5 separate regions of the Mus musculus genome follow, and regions 1, 3, 4 and 5 are each linked to region 2. A link is a contact called in public Hi-C, HiChIP or PLAC-seq and promoter capture Hi-C data. All regions are on one chromosome and are shown on one strand. Each heading gives the region's core, a stretch centred on a gene start, on an enhancer-like site or on the middle of the called end of the contact. The rest is flanking DNA. Distances are from core to core; before and after follow the strand shown. Region 1 holds the start of A230001M10Rik (RIKEN cDNA A230001M10 gene). Region 2 holds the start of Ngf (nerve growth factor). Region 3 has its middle 20 kb from the start of Tspan2. Region 4 has its middle 57 kb from the start of Gm40112. Region 5 has its middle 23 kb from the start of Gm40112.

Region 1 (2,700 bases), core at 8-2,507, 210 kb after region 2:
AAAGACACTGGCGTCAGGTCAAATGCTTCCCAGCTCTCCCCCTTGGGTTAATGCTAACTTATCCCCCAAGGGTTTCTGGGAGGTCTCCTTCCCCTTGTACATCTCCTTCCTGTTTCAGTTTTCCACGCCCAAGCCTTGCCTTTACCTCCTGCTGCTTTCTTGAAGTCTGCTGCCAAGTTCCCGGCCTCCCTCAGAGGTGTGCTGTCCACAATGAGCAGTTTCTGCAAGTCAGCTAAGTCCTCTAGTCTCTTCTGCTGAACGGTCATCTCGACCTACGGTTATCCATCATTACCCTGAGACACCTGGACTATAAAGAGAGTAAAGGAAGGAAGGAAGTGTGTGTCTGTCTGTGTCTCTATATGTCTCTCTGTGTGTGTATGTGCATGTCTGTCTGTCTGACTGACTGTCTGTCTGTCTTGGGGTGAATTTGATCATGAAGGGCTTCAGAGCCAGGGAAGGATCTGATACATGCTCTTCACTGTGGTGGCGGGGGGGGGGGGGGGGGCGGCAGGGAGAACCAGCCATGTTCACAACCTTCTGGGATTACAGGTGCGCACATCACCTCTTAAGGTTTCCAACACCTCAGAATTACCACACAGGGTCCAAGTCTGCAGAGCATGCCCCTGGACAATAACCCTCAGGCACCCAGACAGGAAACCTGACTGCAGGATTCTGAAAGCCGCCTTCACTGAGAGCTCATGTCAACAGCTGGTCAAACAGCATCACCGGCTTAGCTGACAACGTACTAAGGAGCCCACATTCTTCCCCTCACACCCCCTTACCTGTGAGCACTTCCACTTGGAAGCAGTCCAGCTGTTGCTGCGGCCAGATGGCTCTGAGATGCGTGCTGAGGCACATCTGAGAGGCAACATCTGGAGAGCTTGGGATCTCATCTTTTTTGCTAAAAATGTGCCCGAGGGAGGGGAAGCTTCAGGAAGAAAAATGCAACGCTTTGGTGACTGACTGTTGTGAGGAGAATGAGGCGTCAGAGTTTTTCTGCCTTGATTAAAACTTCTGCGGAACAAAGAAAAAAATCCACCTAAAATCCTAATTGAAACCTGCTTAATACCACAGATAATGGCAAAGGCTCTTGAGTCCTGTTAGGGAGATGCCATTCCTTGTCCTGACACGGGTGATCACAAGCTTCAGTGTCTTTAGTGCAGGCTTATGAAGAGGCTGGACCACTTGTAATGTCTGTGTTGAAATCATCTGTCCAGCAGTGATGACAGGTGACAGCAGCCCTCCGTGAGTATATCTGACCAGTAAATTTGGGACAAATAACCGTTCTACCTTGTGACAAGCCTGGATGAGATAATGCACAAGAGAGATTTGCAAAACAAAGAGCGCTTTGTAGGCTGGAAAGCGATACATGAATACATCATCTGATAAATACAGACCATTTGGGCAGAAGCCACTGTACAGAAAACTGACTTCACTGGACAGAAAGTTGCCGTGAAGTCCAGCAAAGGGGAGATGATTCTCTCTGGAACCCCAACACGCACAGGGTTATTCTTTTCCGAGGTAAAGGGTCGACTTGCATTACAGACCTTGACTGAGAAGTGAAGGCAGCTCTAGTTTTTCCTAACTTTGAAATCATTCTTTGTAGACCATTGTCCTAATTGGAGACTTCCTTCCTCATTACAGGCTCTAGACTCTCTGGAAGCCACAAAGGGTCAATGCATTCTTCTGCAGAGGCATCTCTGAGAGTAGACTAGATAATATGCATTTACCAGTCCTTGAAAATTTGTTTATTAATGAACAAATAGATGTGCTTCACTTTTTTATACATCTCTATATTTCCATTTGTGCAATACAATTTATTATCTTTGCTATGCAACAATCTGCTCCAAAGCTTAATCACCCAACATAATGATTCATTACTTTCCTGTGTCTGTGGCCTGACTGGGCAGCTCTGCTGTCCTGGCACTGGACCACTGACATGGCTGCAGCCCGCTGAGGCTGCACCAATAGCTCAGCCTGCAGCTGAACCTTTAACCACACAGCCTTCGTTTATAAGAAAGAGGACTATCTTCCTTCTGTGACCACAGATGATCTAAGGCAAACCTCCATAGCCCAGTCTTACCGAGCTGATGCCTGCCTGTGTGGAATTTACTGATATTCCTGCAGCCACCACAGGTTACAAGCTGGAGCCCAAAGCTAATGACAAGAAACTAACCAGGAAATGTGAGTGTTGGCAGCCCTGGTGTGATCATCTGCAGCACTGTGCTTCATTTACTGTAAACACATCCAACAGGATCATAAGGCCAATGAGATAGGATGGCACAGTGGGTAGAGGCACTCAGACCTAGTGACCTGAGCTGTATCCCAGGATTCCACCAGGTAGCAGAAGAGAACTGAGTCCTGAGAATTGTCCTCTGACTTCAAATGTGCACCTGCATTCAACACACAAACACACACCAAAGCATCTACACACACGACGTACATACATACACACTCATACAGAGCACCTGCACACACATGCTATACACACACACACAAACACACACGAGCACCTGTACACACATGGTCTATACACATGATGTACACATACACAAATAAATAAAATTGAAAAGGATTACAGAATCAATTCTACGGTCCTAATATTTTCTGTTATTTCTGTTGTACATTAAAGCCTCAGTTTATGGGGGGTTGGAGAGGTGGCTAAGCAGTTAAGACTATTTCCTGTTCTTCCAAAAGACC
Region 2 (2,700 bases), core at 179-2,678:
CAAGCAGGGTGGTAAGGGCGACTGCACTGCCCTCTGAACTGCTGGGAGAGGGGCAGGCAGCCCTTTTCATCAGTTATAACTGAGTTTCAGGAGTTCGAGACCCTGAGGAGACGTTATGGATGGGACCTCTGTGGCTAGTTCTGAGTTTGCAAAGTTCAGCTGGCCATGCCTATGGGGAGAGTAGACTGGTACTGCCAGAGAGGACTCTGGGAGGATGGGGGCAATACATCAAATGGCTTTTCTCCAGGGTTTCCATTGGCCTCCCATGATAGATGGGGGCAGAGGCACCCAGGAGAGCAGTATTTTTGGTCTGCAGCTGGGAACGTGCACTGAGTTTTCCTTAATACCCACAGCACCCAAAAGACTTCGTAGTAATACACTTTAACGCACGAAAGACCCATAAATTATCCTTCAAACTGCACAATTTCCAGTCTGGAACAACTTGGAAAAACCAGCCTAACAAGCAGGCTCTTCTTGACTCTCTGAAGTAAACCTGATGAGAAAGGTCAAGCCAAAAATCACCTTCCTTATGAATCTCAGAAAGTTTTAGGAAAGCAAGAGCATTGTAATCAAACGGTGCTAAAGACGCCTTATGTTTACATTGGATTCAAGTTTCAACACCCTGACCCCAGAATCCTCTCTCCCTCCCCTGCAGCTTCTCTGCCTGAACCCAAGAGCGACCGCTGCCCTTCCCAATCCCGGGTGCCAGCCTCTGCCACACCTGGCAGCAGACAGCTGAATGTACTGGGTGACCCAAGCAGTAAGGCTATGCCTTGGGATGCCCAGCAGGCCCCACCGAGGACCCTGGTGCTCGGCACTTGGAACCCAAGCTTCCAGAATCAACCCTTGGTACCCACAATATTACACTCTGAACCCTGCTACAAACACCGAGTCTAGATCACCCTGGCTGACAGTCCTCTTACCTAGGAGCAGAGAGGCGCTCTTGGGTCTGTGAGCACTGCCCAGTCGGCGTGCTGTGCACTCGCCCTCTACCGCGCGCGGGCTACTGTTCCGCCACCCCAGCGCGCTCGCAGCGCGCGCATCCCTCACTCCAGGCTCTCTTGAGCGCTGTCCCCTTCTAGCCTGAGAGCTCAGGCTGGGCAATGCAGCTTCTGCAGGCGCCAGTGTTGACTTTGGTACTTCTGGTCATCCAGGAACAGGGAATTTCACGACCAGGGAGACCCTCACTCCCTTCGCTTCCCTTGCGTGCCCACGATCTCGTGTTCCTACATCTACTCGGGACAGTTCTTTCAAGGGTGCGCTTCAGCCCACAAAGATCTAGCTAGACAGGGATCCAAGCACACCGTCCCAGGGAGCCCGGCAACCCCAGTCCGCCGCACCGCGTTGCACCCGTATCGGGGCTCGGCTCAGAGAAGCCTGACTCACCGATGCGCTCCCCTCCGGCTCCAGGCGCTCTCTGCCGTGCTGGAGCACAGAGCTTCTTTAACAGGCTTCCTGACTGTATTTAGCCCCTCCTCCAGGCTCGTCACACCCTCTCCAAATCCTGCCCCCCACTCACCCGACCCCTCCCTCTCTGGCCAACTCCAATCCCAGCCCGCACCTGCTGTGACTAGACCCAGGGGTCCGGGTTGTAAGGGTCCTGGGGACAAGGGATGGATAGCTCCCGAGTTGATGGGACATAGCCAGGAAAAGCCAGTCAGGGAAGAATTCAAAACCCCTGGTTTAGATGAAAATGCATGGTGGGGGGAGGTCACAGATGCAGAGAGAGATTTTCTAGGGCACCAGGCAAGGTAGCTGGCTCCAAACACCAATGGGCAGACAGGCTGAGCAGGGCTGAGTTGATTGGCTGAGTTGGAGTCCCTTTACCTCTTCCCCTGGCTCACTGCCTTGCTAGCCTCCTGGGGTGACTTAGTCTTCTTTGGTGGCCAGGATATCAGGTGTTGCTATCTCTGCAAATCTGAGAGCTGAAGGAACACTGAGAACACCCACAACACCGGAAACTCCTGGATTGGCCAGTGCCAGGGGTTGCTCTGAAACCAGGCAGAAGCAGAATTAACTAGAATGTCAAGACAGAGGTATATCTGCCTGAGGTCAAAGGAAGAGGACCTTAGGTGTTCAGATTACCCCAACTCCCACTCCCACTGCCAGCCTTAGCACTGGCATTGCAGGGGCCTCCCAGGAGAGCTGGTCCCTTGGAAACTGTAGATGGAACTGTGTCTGTATGTGCTCCCTGCGTGTTTCTAGATCTGGGGTCCTAGGGCTTCTGTCGGTTTTTAGGAGTCAGTAAACACAGACCCAGGAGAAAGCCAGGCCTTCTGCACCACCCCAGGGCTCACCTCAATTCTCTCTCACCTCTTTTGTCTACTTACTTATGGTGGGGGGTCCTCAGTTGGCCCTCCAGAATGTCTTGGATCTGATAGATTCAGGAGCTGATGGGGTCTTCCCCGTTTGACCTCCCCTTCCTCTATGGTGTTTACACCTCAGCTTCAAGGGAGAAATATGCCCTAAGTCAGCTTTTTCACCAAATGTGCACTAACAATTGTAATAAAATTCTATGGATTTTGGAAATGAACACACACACACACACACTTGTGTGAAATGACTTACTTCCTTCGGAAAGACATGTTCTATGCCCCACCCCCACCTTCATGAATGCCACAGGAAGGAATGGATGCAGGAAAGTGAGTGACAGAGGGAAGGTAAGGTACGAAGGTGACACCTTAGTCTAGGCAAGAATCA
Region 3 (2,700 bases), core at 19-2,518, 250 kb before region 2:
TTTCCTGAGTGGCTGGACTTTAGCTAATTCATTTAATCTCCTTGAATCTTAGTATTTTCATCCTTTAAATGATAGTGAAGTGTGTCTTGCTGAATATTACCTGTTTCTGGTAAATGTGCAAAGAAATGACTGTCAAAGCAAGCAGAAAACTGCTAAATGAGCATAAAATCCAAAAAAATTTATCATTTTATGACTTTTGAAATTCATTATAATGCCTGACACTTTGCAGGCACCAGCCAACTGGTGCGCCTCCATCTATTATTTAATGTGGTGAGGGGATATGCTATCACTTGTCACCACTAAGGACCCACTAAATCTCATCTCATTCCATCCCCCCACTTCTCGTTTGATGAAGAGGAACCTGAGGCTAGGAAAGGTTAAGCAACACATTCAAGGTCACACAGCTAAGAGCCTGTGCTCTCACGGGGTTCCCACATTTGCCTTCCTCTGGTCCCAGAACAGGGACAGCTTCTGGTCATGCTAAGAGGTAAAGGATTCAGCCAGCTCTATGAAGGTATTAAAGGCAGAGCTGGGACCAGCGCGAGGCCTGTCGGCTGTCGGTCCAGTGCTCAGCTCCGGCTCCCTTTCTGGCAGAGGTGGACACCTGAGATAGAAGGAGGCTCTCGTAGCTTCTTCTGTTCTCACCTCTTGGAGGCGTGCCTCTCACGGTCCAGGTTTCTTTTTTGTCATCGAATATATTTATATTTATATTCCTTTCACAAAGGAGAAAATGGGAGCATAGAGAGATCGCCTGAGCTTTTCTCTTCCAGGTAGAACACTTCCACATACTGCAGTAAGAGGAGAAAGCCGGATGGTTGGAATTTGAATATGAGGAGACACGTTAGTGACAAGCAGTAAGGCTGAACTGGAAGAAGCCAGCCAATCCCCTTCCACTTCCTTCCTGAGGTCTTTGCCTCTTCTGAGCTTGGCTTAGCCCTGACCGGAGTGAGCTCAGACACGACAGAAAGAAAGAGGAAATAGATTGTGTTTGTCTGTGGTGCTAGAGTAAGATACGGAGCAACAGTCACCCTAAAGGCCAGCCTGGACTTCCCCAGCTGACATTTGCTTTACTCGGGGGATCGATAATCTTGGCCGCAACACCTACAAAACCTGGGCCTGAGCTGCCTCCATTTCCAGCCTGCTTGGGTTTCAGTTCTTTCCAAGGTATCATTTCCTGGTTGTTTCTTTGGCAGTTTCTTCTGCACCGGCAAGGTTTAGTGTGCCCGGGCGTTTACCAGGTGTTGGCTCCCCCCTGCTGTCAGAAAGAAGCATTGCAAGGACTTGACAAGTTGCGTGTATCTCATGAACTCAAGAACTCATTGTCTGGGAGTGCTTGTCTCACGTCTCCTCAACAAGACATTGACTGTCCACGCGAGTGGGTCCAAGATCGGTAGCCATCAGTGCTCAGTTCACACTGCTGTTTATGCATTAAGGGAGTCGGTTTATGGAGCAATCAACGTGGTTTAGCACGCAATGCTTTCTAATTTCTGAGAACTTGGGCCTTTTGTTAAGGCCACTCCCAGCCTTCCTGGCCTCCTCTGAGCAGGCAGCATGGATACTTCTGATCGCGGTGGGAGCTGAATCCACCTTAGGTGCCTTGACACTCTCAGGCTTTTTACAGCAGGTCACCAGAGACTGGAGTCCCTTCAGGGCTGAGGAAGTGGAAGGGTTTCATCAGTCTACTGAGAGCTACCGGCCACTTGAGGTCCTCAGGGTTGGAGAGGCTAAGTTTCCTTCTTATTTACATTGCTGAACTGTCCTAGAGCAGTGGTCCTGGGCTCCTGTTACCAGCTTCAGAGGCTTGTCTCAGCCCTTAGGGCAGGGGCTCTCAGCCTTTGAATAGAGACTCAACCCCTTTCGCAGGGTCGCAGAAGACCATGGGAAGACGTAGAAATTTACATTACAATTCATAAAGATAGCAAAATTAAAGTCATAAAGTAGCAATAAAATAATTTTATGGCTGGGGGTCACCACACCACGAGGAACTGTATTAAAGGGTCACAGCATCAGGAAGGCTGAGAGCCACCGCCTTAGGAGGCGTCTACATCTTCAGCTCATGCTCCGTCTCTTGTCTGGGCTTCTTGTTTTCCTTGCCTTTCAGGTTCCCATGTTCTTAAAGTCCTAGAGGTCATAGGTTCCCCAAAGCTTCTTTCCAAAGAATAAAGGCCACCGCCCACTACTCTATATTGTAAGCACGCACTGTCTCTTGGGTTCCTCCTCATTTGTGTGACTCAAGCCTTTCTTACCCCCATAGGTACTACTCGGGACTCTCTCCCAGGGTGCATTGCTTCTGCTCCAGCTAGAATATAAATAGCTGGCTGCCAGTCCCTGGGCCGTCCCCTCAATACTTCAAACTGTGTGTGCCAGGGAGGGATTCAGCCAGGAGCGCACAGAGATGGCTCAGAGACTCCGGCTTTCCAATGGCCTGTGTCACTCAGCAGGCCCCGAGCATCTGTAGATTCTAAGCAAACATTTTATTTTGTCTTTGTCTGCATTATGACATGGTTTGTGATCCCCCCCCCCCACTTATCACATCTGCAGTGTGTTGGGTGTCTACAGTGTTGGAGATGAGGCTGGGGCTGACGCTGTATTCTGGACGATGTTTCCCACAGGTGATTTGTGCTTTACCCAGCACAAGGGCAGCTTCTGGTCAGGCAGAGAGGTAAAGGATTCAGGCAGCTCCATGAAGGTATTAAAGGC
Region 4 (2,700 bases), core at 32-2,531, 170 kb before region 2:
CTGCATCGGGTTCCTGCCCTGTTTGAGTTCTTGTCCTGGCTTCCTTCAATAATGGACTACAATGTGGACGTGCAGTCCAAGCAAACCCTCCCCAACTTGCTTTTTGGTCATGGTATTTCATCACAGCAGTAGAAACCCTAGCTAAGACACTGTCTTTATGATTATGGTCATTATGCTATGTTTTGATTATATTTTCATGAGGGCTTCCTATCCACCACACTGTAGTAGGAATAATGGAGACCACTTTTTTGTTTTTTTGCTTTGTTTAGTTTTTATTTTTGTCTTTGCAGTTCTGAGAATGGAAGCCAGAGCTTTATGTGTGTCAGACACTCTACTACATAGCTATATCCTTAGTCCCCTCCTATTTATCTTCACAGCTCTGGTGTTTCTTTTGTCTCTGACTTGCAGCATATACAGAGTACATGCTTGTTGAGGATGTAGAGGTTGATGATAAATCTCTTTAGGACAAAGGAGGGTTTTCTACATGTTCATAACTGTACGTCTTGTCCCAGTTCCTGTTCTCAGCTGATGAGCATGATCCCAGGTTGATGGTCTCTGCGTTAAAGATGCTGTGCAGACACTTGGCCAAACCTGCACTTCACAGCAGGTCTAGCAACACCTGCCCACTTCCAGAGCAGTCATGGCTTACACAAGATAATGATGGTGATAAAGATAATTGCAGGTTGCATGGTGGCTACATGTCTTGGTGTCTAATACAGAATCTCTAATACTCAACTCAGCTGTGCAGGCTAGTGTTACTCTCCACCAAGGAAACCAAGGCACAGAGACCTGCAGAGTTCTCCTAGATCATAGAGACCCATTGTGACCCTGAGATTTGGATCCAGGTCTGTTTGATTTCAGCAACCTTATTTTTTCTGTAATTTATATCCAAACAACATCAATAAAAATGAAAGGTAATAGCTCATGTTTTAGAGAAAGAAGTAAAGAAAGGATGGAAAAAAGAGGAAAGTTTAACTGTAACTCTAACACCCGAGAAGTAAGCTGCTGCTTGAGCTTGCCCCATCTGCCTCGTCTGTCCATAACTGTACCTAGAAGACATGAGAACATGCTATTGGAACCCCACCCTGTCTTCTGGACATTGCATCAAAAGCATTATTTAGTGCCTGATCACAGCCGTCATGGCTGTAGTTTTAATGATGTGTGCTTCATCCTGATCTCAGTGTTGTTAATGGGACTCTTCCGATTCCCAGGGCAGGCTGTCCCTTCCCCTTTCTGCTCTCTGCTCTGTAAGTGCATCTGGCCTTTATTGAAGGCAGCTGTGAACAGAGTGCTGGTCTCGGTGCCAGAGAAGTTGGATTGAGTCCCAGATCTGACAGTAACTAGTTGTGTGACCTTGGGTAAGTCAGGTTCATTCAGTTTCAAGCTCTTTCTCTGGCCTATAGGCACCTCTACGGTAGGGATTGCCATTTCTCTTTTTCTTCATATTTGAATGTAGAGTATGAGGCCCATGCATGCTTGATAAAGGCCCTCAAGTTCCTCTCTTTAAACTGATATAAATAAGCCTGTTCCATAAAGATATAGTAATTATGTGAAGCTTTATGCATACATGCAGGCATACACACATTTACTACACACACACATGCTTATATACACACACTGCAGTTGTAAATCATTATCCAAATATAAGTTACTATAACTATTATAATTGCTAGGTTTAGGCAATTCACATAAAAGTCTATTCAATTATCTGGAAGAGCAGCCAGCTTCCCGGCTGAAAGTTACATCTTTCATCCAGATGTTTGGCATCCTATAGGCACAGTAGACCACAGACTTAAAGGAATCATCGTTCACTGTTTACATTGGGCCGTCTGTATTTCTTCATTGTGATGTTGTGTGCCTTGACAGCAGAGACTACATGTGCGTAACTTGCTAGCTGCAGTACCATGCTCTGCCAGGACTTTAATAAGTGCACTTTGGTGTGATTAAAATGAGGAATGTGGGATGGGGAAAGTTCAGGACCAAGAACACAGTATTTTGTAAGCACACATGCTAGAGGGTGCCTGGGGGTAGAAGCTGCTGGAATTGGTTGTGTGTTTGCAGAGGGAAACAGTCCAATAGTGTGGGAGAAGGTTTCCATTGCTCCCCAGGTACGAGGACAATGACCTTACAGAACAAGAAGAAGTAGTTCAGGGTCTTGTGAATCAATTCTTATCTCATCTATTATAATAATAATCTCTTTCTAAAACCAAGTCCTAAGAGCCAAACTTCCTTCAGCATCAACATAATATGAGCATTGTAATTCTGAGTGTTAACAGGGATTAAGTTGTGTTCAGGGCCAGTTGACTCAAAATACAAGAAATATCTTGGTTACACAGAATGCTGACAGAAAGAAAATGAAAATTCAAGGCAACTGTGCACTCAGGTAAATTGGGTTTGAAGAATAAATTGAGAAAGATGACTCTTCGACTTAAGTAACAAAATAAAATTGGGCTTAATTTTCACAGAAATATATTTCCTAGAGTGGTACAGAGTAGAAAAACAATAAGTAAAATAATAAATAAAATTACATTTTTGGGGAAAAGATTTTGAGGCATGCAATAGAAAGATATTGTTTGAAATGATAAATGTAGATGTCTTAGGGTTTCTATTGCTGCAAGGACATATTATGAATGAGAAGCAAGTTGGAGAGGAAAGGATTTGGCTTACACTTAATAAATATTCATCATCAAAGGAAGTCAG
Region 5 (2,700 bases), core at 35-2,534, 200 kb before region 2:
GTCGTCCTTTTAACTGTCTTTATAGGGCTCCTTCCAGGCACCAAGTGAGCCCTGTAAAGGCTTTGCCCTGTGCCTCCAGCCCAGTGTTTCCAACCTGAGAGACCTGAGGAGCATTGATGGGAAGAATTCTGCGCAGGCCCCTGGGGTTTCTGCCAGAGCTGTGTTGTTATTCTTTGTAGTGAGCTGACATCTTCAAAGATCAAAGAGCAGAGGCTTAGCTCTGTCCCTCCTGCTCCCATCTTTTCTTTTGTTTTTGGAGAGAATGAAGCAGGGATCTTTGAACACCATTTTTATTTATTGTATTTATTGGGGAGTGGAGGGTACTTCTTTCACTGGGATTGAAGTTTCCAGCCCATGTTGAAAATGGCGGAAGTTGCATGTGGGCTTACCTGTCCCTGTGGAGGATTGGGCAGCAACACCATCAGACATGGAACTTCAGGAACAGATTCCAGTCGGCCTGGACTTCAGGACCCTGGCCACAGAGTCTCTGTGTTCCTACCCCACCATTGCCTTTCTCAAACTGCTCACTGTCCTTAGTTAACAAAAAGCTCAAAGACATTCTGAGCTGTCCTTTAGATAAACTTTAATTTTCTCCTTTGCCAGAAACCAAATACTTCAGGTATACTTCAGAAAATATCTGTTGAATGTGCCTTTTGTTTCTAAGAGATTTACACTGCTACCACCCTACCTATAGTTTGTTTACTCATTCTTCGAAATGGCACTCACTCTGTGCTCACACCACCTCAGGCATTCTGGGCGGGGCTGGGGCATGAAGGAGCATAAGACATGGCACTGCCCACAAAGGACTTCTCTGCACCAGGTTTGGGAAGGAGATGCAAACAGAACAAAGATCTAGAGTGAAATGTCTGGCTATTGACCTCCAGCAGTCTGCCATTTCCTCCTGATCCATTCTCTTCAGGGATAATAAAAGCACTTTTCTAAACTGCAGAATCAGTCATGATCATTGTCTCCCTGCTCCCTAAAGAATGGGCCGAGTTTCCAGGGTGCCATTTAAAACCTTCACAGGTTGGTCCCCATCTGCCCTTCCCCCTCCCAGACCCCTGGTGTCTACCTTTGAACTCCAGCTTTAGTGGATTAGATTAGAAGATGTTTCGACCCTCCTCCTGTAGATCCATTCTTCCATGCCCCTCCTGGTTCATCTTGCTTTGACTGTCCACTGGACTTCACTCATCATCTGGCTTATCTTTCCACTGTTACTCATCACCCAAGACTCACCAGCCTTAACTCTCCCACCCCGGGGCAGAATGAACTGCATTCCTTTCAACATAGTACTATTAAGAAGTTGACTTCAGTGCCATAGCTAATTCATAGCTTAGATGCCATGAAAGGGAATGCAGCATCCAGAATACCACAATAACGTCCTTGTCGAATGACTAAAAAATAAAGTGTAAAATCTTTGAACTATGCTGTGCGCTATTGTAAAGTGTGTTGTTGTACTTTTTACTGGTAACAGTGCTATGAAAAAGAAAAACTTTGCAGAGTCCCCAAGTGCCTGGCCAGGATAATCAAAATTCCAGCATTTGGAATCAAAGGCCGCTTCCTTGTCTGTTTTTCATCTTCTTTCTTTCATGTAAAGTTTGTGGGTCTGGGTTGAGACACTGTTGTAGGTTATCTGGAGTTGTTGACATCGTATAAGATAGGACTAAATGGCCTGGGGTTCATGCGGGAAGTTGGAATACTGGGGAGAGATGGAGGAGGAGGAGAGAGGAAATGAGCCTCTGGGAATGCTGGAGGCCAGGAGAAAGCCCCTCTTTCACCTCGTGGCTATCGCTGAAGTTCTTTGCTGTCTCATGGTGAAGTTGCATGGATGTGTGTGGAGTAATACTTGTAGATAATTTGGAACTTAGACATGAGATGGCTTAGACGTGATTCACCAGCGGCTGTCAGTCTATCTTCCCCAACAGCTTTCTGAGTAAGTGACAAGCTCTCCGGCTTCAACTCCTTACTCCTGCTAAACCTAGTGTTAAGAATACAAACAAGATACTTCAGAAAAGAATCTGCCTCACGTCCAGTTGGATAAAGATTTCTCATACGTTTGGGAAAAAAAAAATCACTAAAAACTTTTAGCCTTGCTTGCAGATAAATCTCCAGCATTTCATTTCACAGTAATGACCACTATTTCAAAACACTTCCCACAGGGAATCCTATCAATGGATAGGAAGTCTCCAGAAGGTTACAGATAAGGACTGGAATGTTTCCTTTATTTGAAGAGTGAAATAACTGAAAACTAACCCGCTTGGTCTTCAGAGCTGGCTTCGTGTTCTCTGTTTGCAGGAACTTGCAATGTTGGTGCTGCAGGGACATGAGGGAATCTGGTTTAGCCCCTTGCTTGGCATATGGAGTGAGGGAAGTTAGTTTAAGGTCACATAGCTTGTCAGGATGGAGCTGGAAGCAAGACCCAGCTCCCTGAAGATTGGTCCAAGTTTCTTCCCTCTATGCTAATTAGCCATGTGGTAAAGTGCTTGATGGAAAAATTTTAAAGAATAAATGTAGAAGTGTATTTACTTTTTTACATCTGCTTGCCTGCCTGTCTGCCTGCATGTCTGTCTGTCTGTCTATGTACATACGTGTGTATGTATGTATGTATGCATTATCTATCTATCTATCTATCTATCTATCTATCTATCTATCTGTGATTGTTTGTGGGGTCATTTGGTTCTCTCCTTCCACCACGTGGGT

What was found. Promoter capture Hi-C pulls out the DNA fragments that hold promoters and counts their contacts. HiChIP or PLAC-seq counts read pairs in DNA pulled down with a chosen protein or histone mark. A called contact is a pair of places that touch in the nucleus more often than the background predicts.
Region 1: a contact with region 2 is called in a Hi-C map of embryonic fibroblasts, with 4 times the contacts expected there. The contact joins the promoter of A230001M10Rik here to the promoter of Ngf in region 2. A contact is called at or near these places in 14 of 39 promoter capture datasets (the 3T3-L1 cell line, 3T3-L1-derived adipocytes, embryonic stem cells and 8 more), 1 of 15 datasets of contacts at CTCF or cohesin (the NIH/3T3 cell line), 33 of 484 Hi-C or Micro-C datasets (the AML12 cell line, the C2C12 cell line, the MC3T3-E1 cell line and 19 more), 2 of 115 datasets of contacts at active chromatin or transcription factors (the NIH/3T3 cell line and astrocytes) and 2 of 9 other capture datasets (adipose tissue and liver).
Region 3: a contact with region 2 is called in a FOXA1 HiChIP or PLAC-seq map of pancreatic cancer cells. The contact joins the enhancer-like site here to the promoter of Ngf in region 2. A contact is called at or near these places in 1 of 39 promoter capture datasets (stem cell-derived epiblast-like cells), 1 of 15 datasets of contacts at CTCF or cohesin (the NIH/3T3 cell line), 4 of 115 datasets of contacts at active chromatin or transcription factors (cardiomyocytes, embryonic stem cells, fibro-adipogenic progenitors and 1 more) and 1 of 9 other capture datasets (adipose tissue).
Region 4: a contact with region 2 is called in a promoter capture Hi-C map of second pharyngeal arch cranial neural crest, with 3 times the contacts expected there. The contact joins the enhancer-like site here to the promoter of Ngf in region 2. A contact is called at or near these places in 9 of 39 promoter capture datasets (the 3T3-L1 cell line, frontonasal cranial neural crest, hippocampal neurons and 5 more), 1 of 484 Hi-C or Micro-C datasets (nephron progenitors) and 1 of 9 other capture datasets (adipose tissue).
Region 5: a contact with region 2 is called in a CTCF HiChIP or PLAC-seq map of the NIH/3T3 cell line, with 15 read pairs. The contact joins the enhancer-like site here to the promoter of Ngf in region 2. A contact is called at or near these places in 13 of 39 promoter capture datasets (the 3T3-L1 cell line, the HPC-7 cell line, the SN4741 cell line and 8 more), 1 of 15 datasets of contacts at CTCF or cohesin (the NIH/3T3 cell line), 34 of 484 Hi-C or Micro-C datasets (the C2C12 cell line, the C3H10T1/2 cell line, the Patski cell line and 21 more), 11 of 115 datasets of contacts at active chromatin or transcription factors (the NIH/3T3 cell line, SST interneurons, craniofacial prominence and 8 more) and 3 of 9 other capture datasets (adipose tissue, embryonic stem cells and pancreatic islet).

What each region holds. Positions count from the first base shown.
Region 1 is chr3:102,260,962-102,263,661 of GRCm38.p6, reverse strand. A230001M10Rik (RIKEN cDNA A230001M10 gene) reads right to left here and starts at 1,257. Exons shown (of 4, transcript NR_040391.1): 1 at 783-1,257.
Region 2 is chr3:102,468,647-102,471,346 of GRCm38.p6, reverse strand. It overlaps Ngf (nerve growth factor), which reads right to left and starts at 1,428. Exons shown (of 3, transcript NM_001112698.2): 1 at 1,387-1,428.
Region 3 is chr3:102,713,734-102,716,433 of GRCm38.p6, reverse strand. No RefSeq gene overlaps it. Among named protein-coding and RNA genes, the nearest start is that of Tspan2, 20 kb to the left of the region's middle. Within about 2 kb of position 1,268, at least 195 of the 459 cell types and tissues checked have an H3K27ac peak or open chromatin away from gene starts, as enhancers often do. A contact at or near this core is called in adipose tissue, cardiomyocytes and pancreatic cancer cells, where this site is marked.
Region 4 is chr3:102,635,467-102,638,166 of GRCm38.p6, reverse strand. No RefSeq gene overlaps it. Among named protein-coding and RNA genes, the nearest start is that of Gm40112, 57 kb to the left of the region's middle. Within about 2 kb of position 1,281, at least 9 of the 459 cell types and tissues checked have an H3K27ac peak or open chromatin away from gene starts, as enhancers often do. A contact at or near this core is called in second pharyngeal arch cranial neural crest, where this site is marked.
Region 5 is chr3:102,669,720-102,672,419 of GRCm38.p6, reverse strand. No RefSeq gene overlaps it. Among named protein-coding and RNA genes, the nearest start is that of Gm40112, 23 kb to the left of the region's middle. Within about 2 kb of position 1,284, at least 27 of the 459 cell types and tissues checked have an H3K27ac peak or open chromatin away from gene starts, as enhancers often do. A contact at or near this core is called in the C2C12 cell line, the NIH/3T3 cell line, adipose tissue and 3 more, where this site is marked.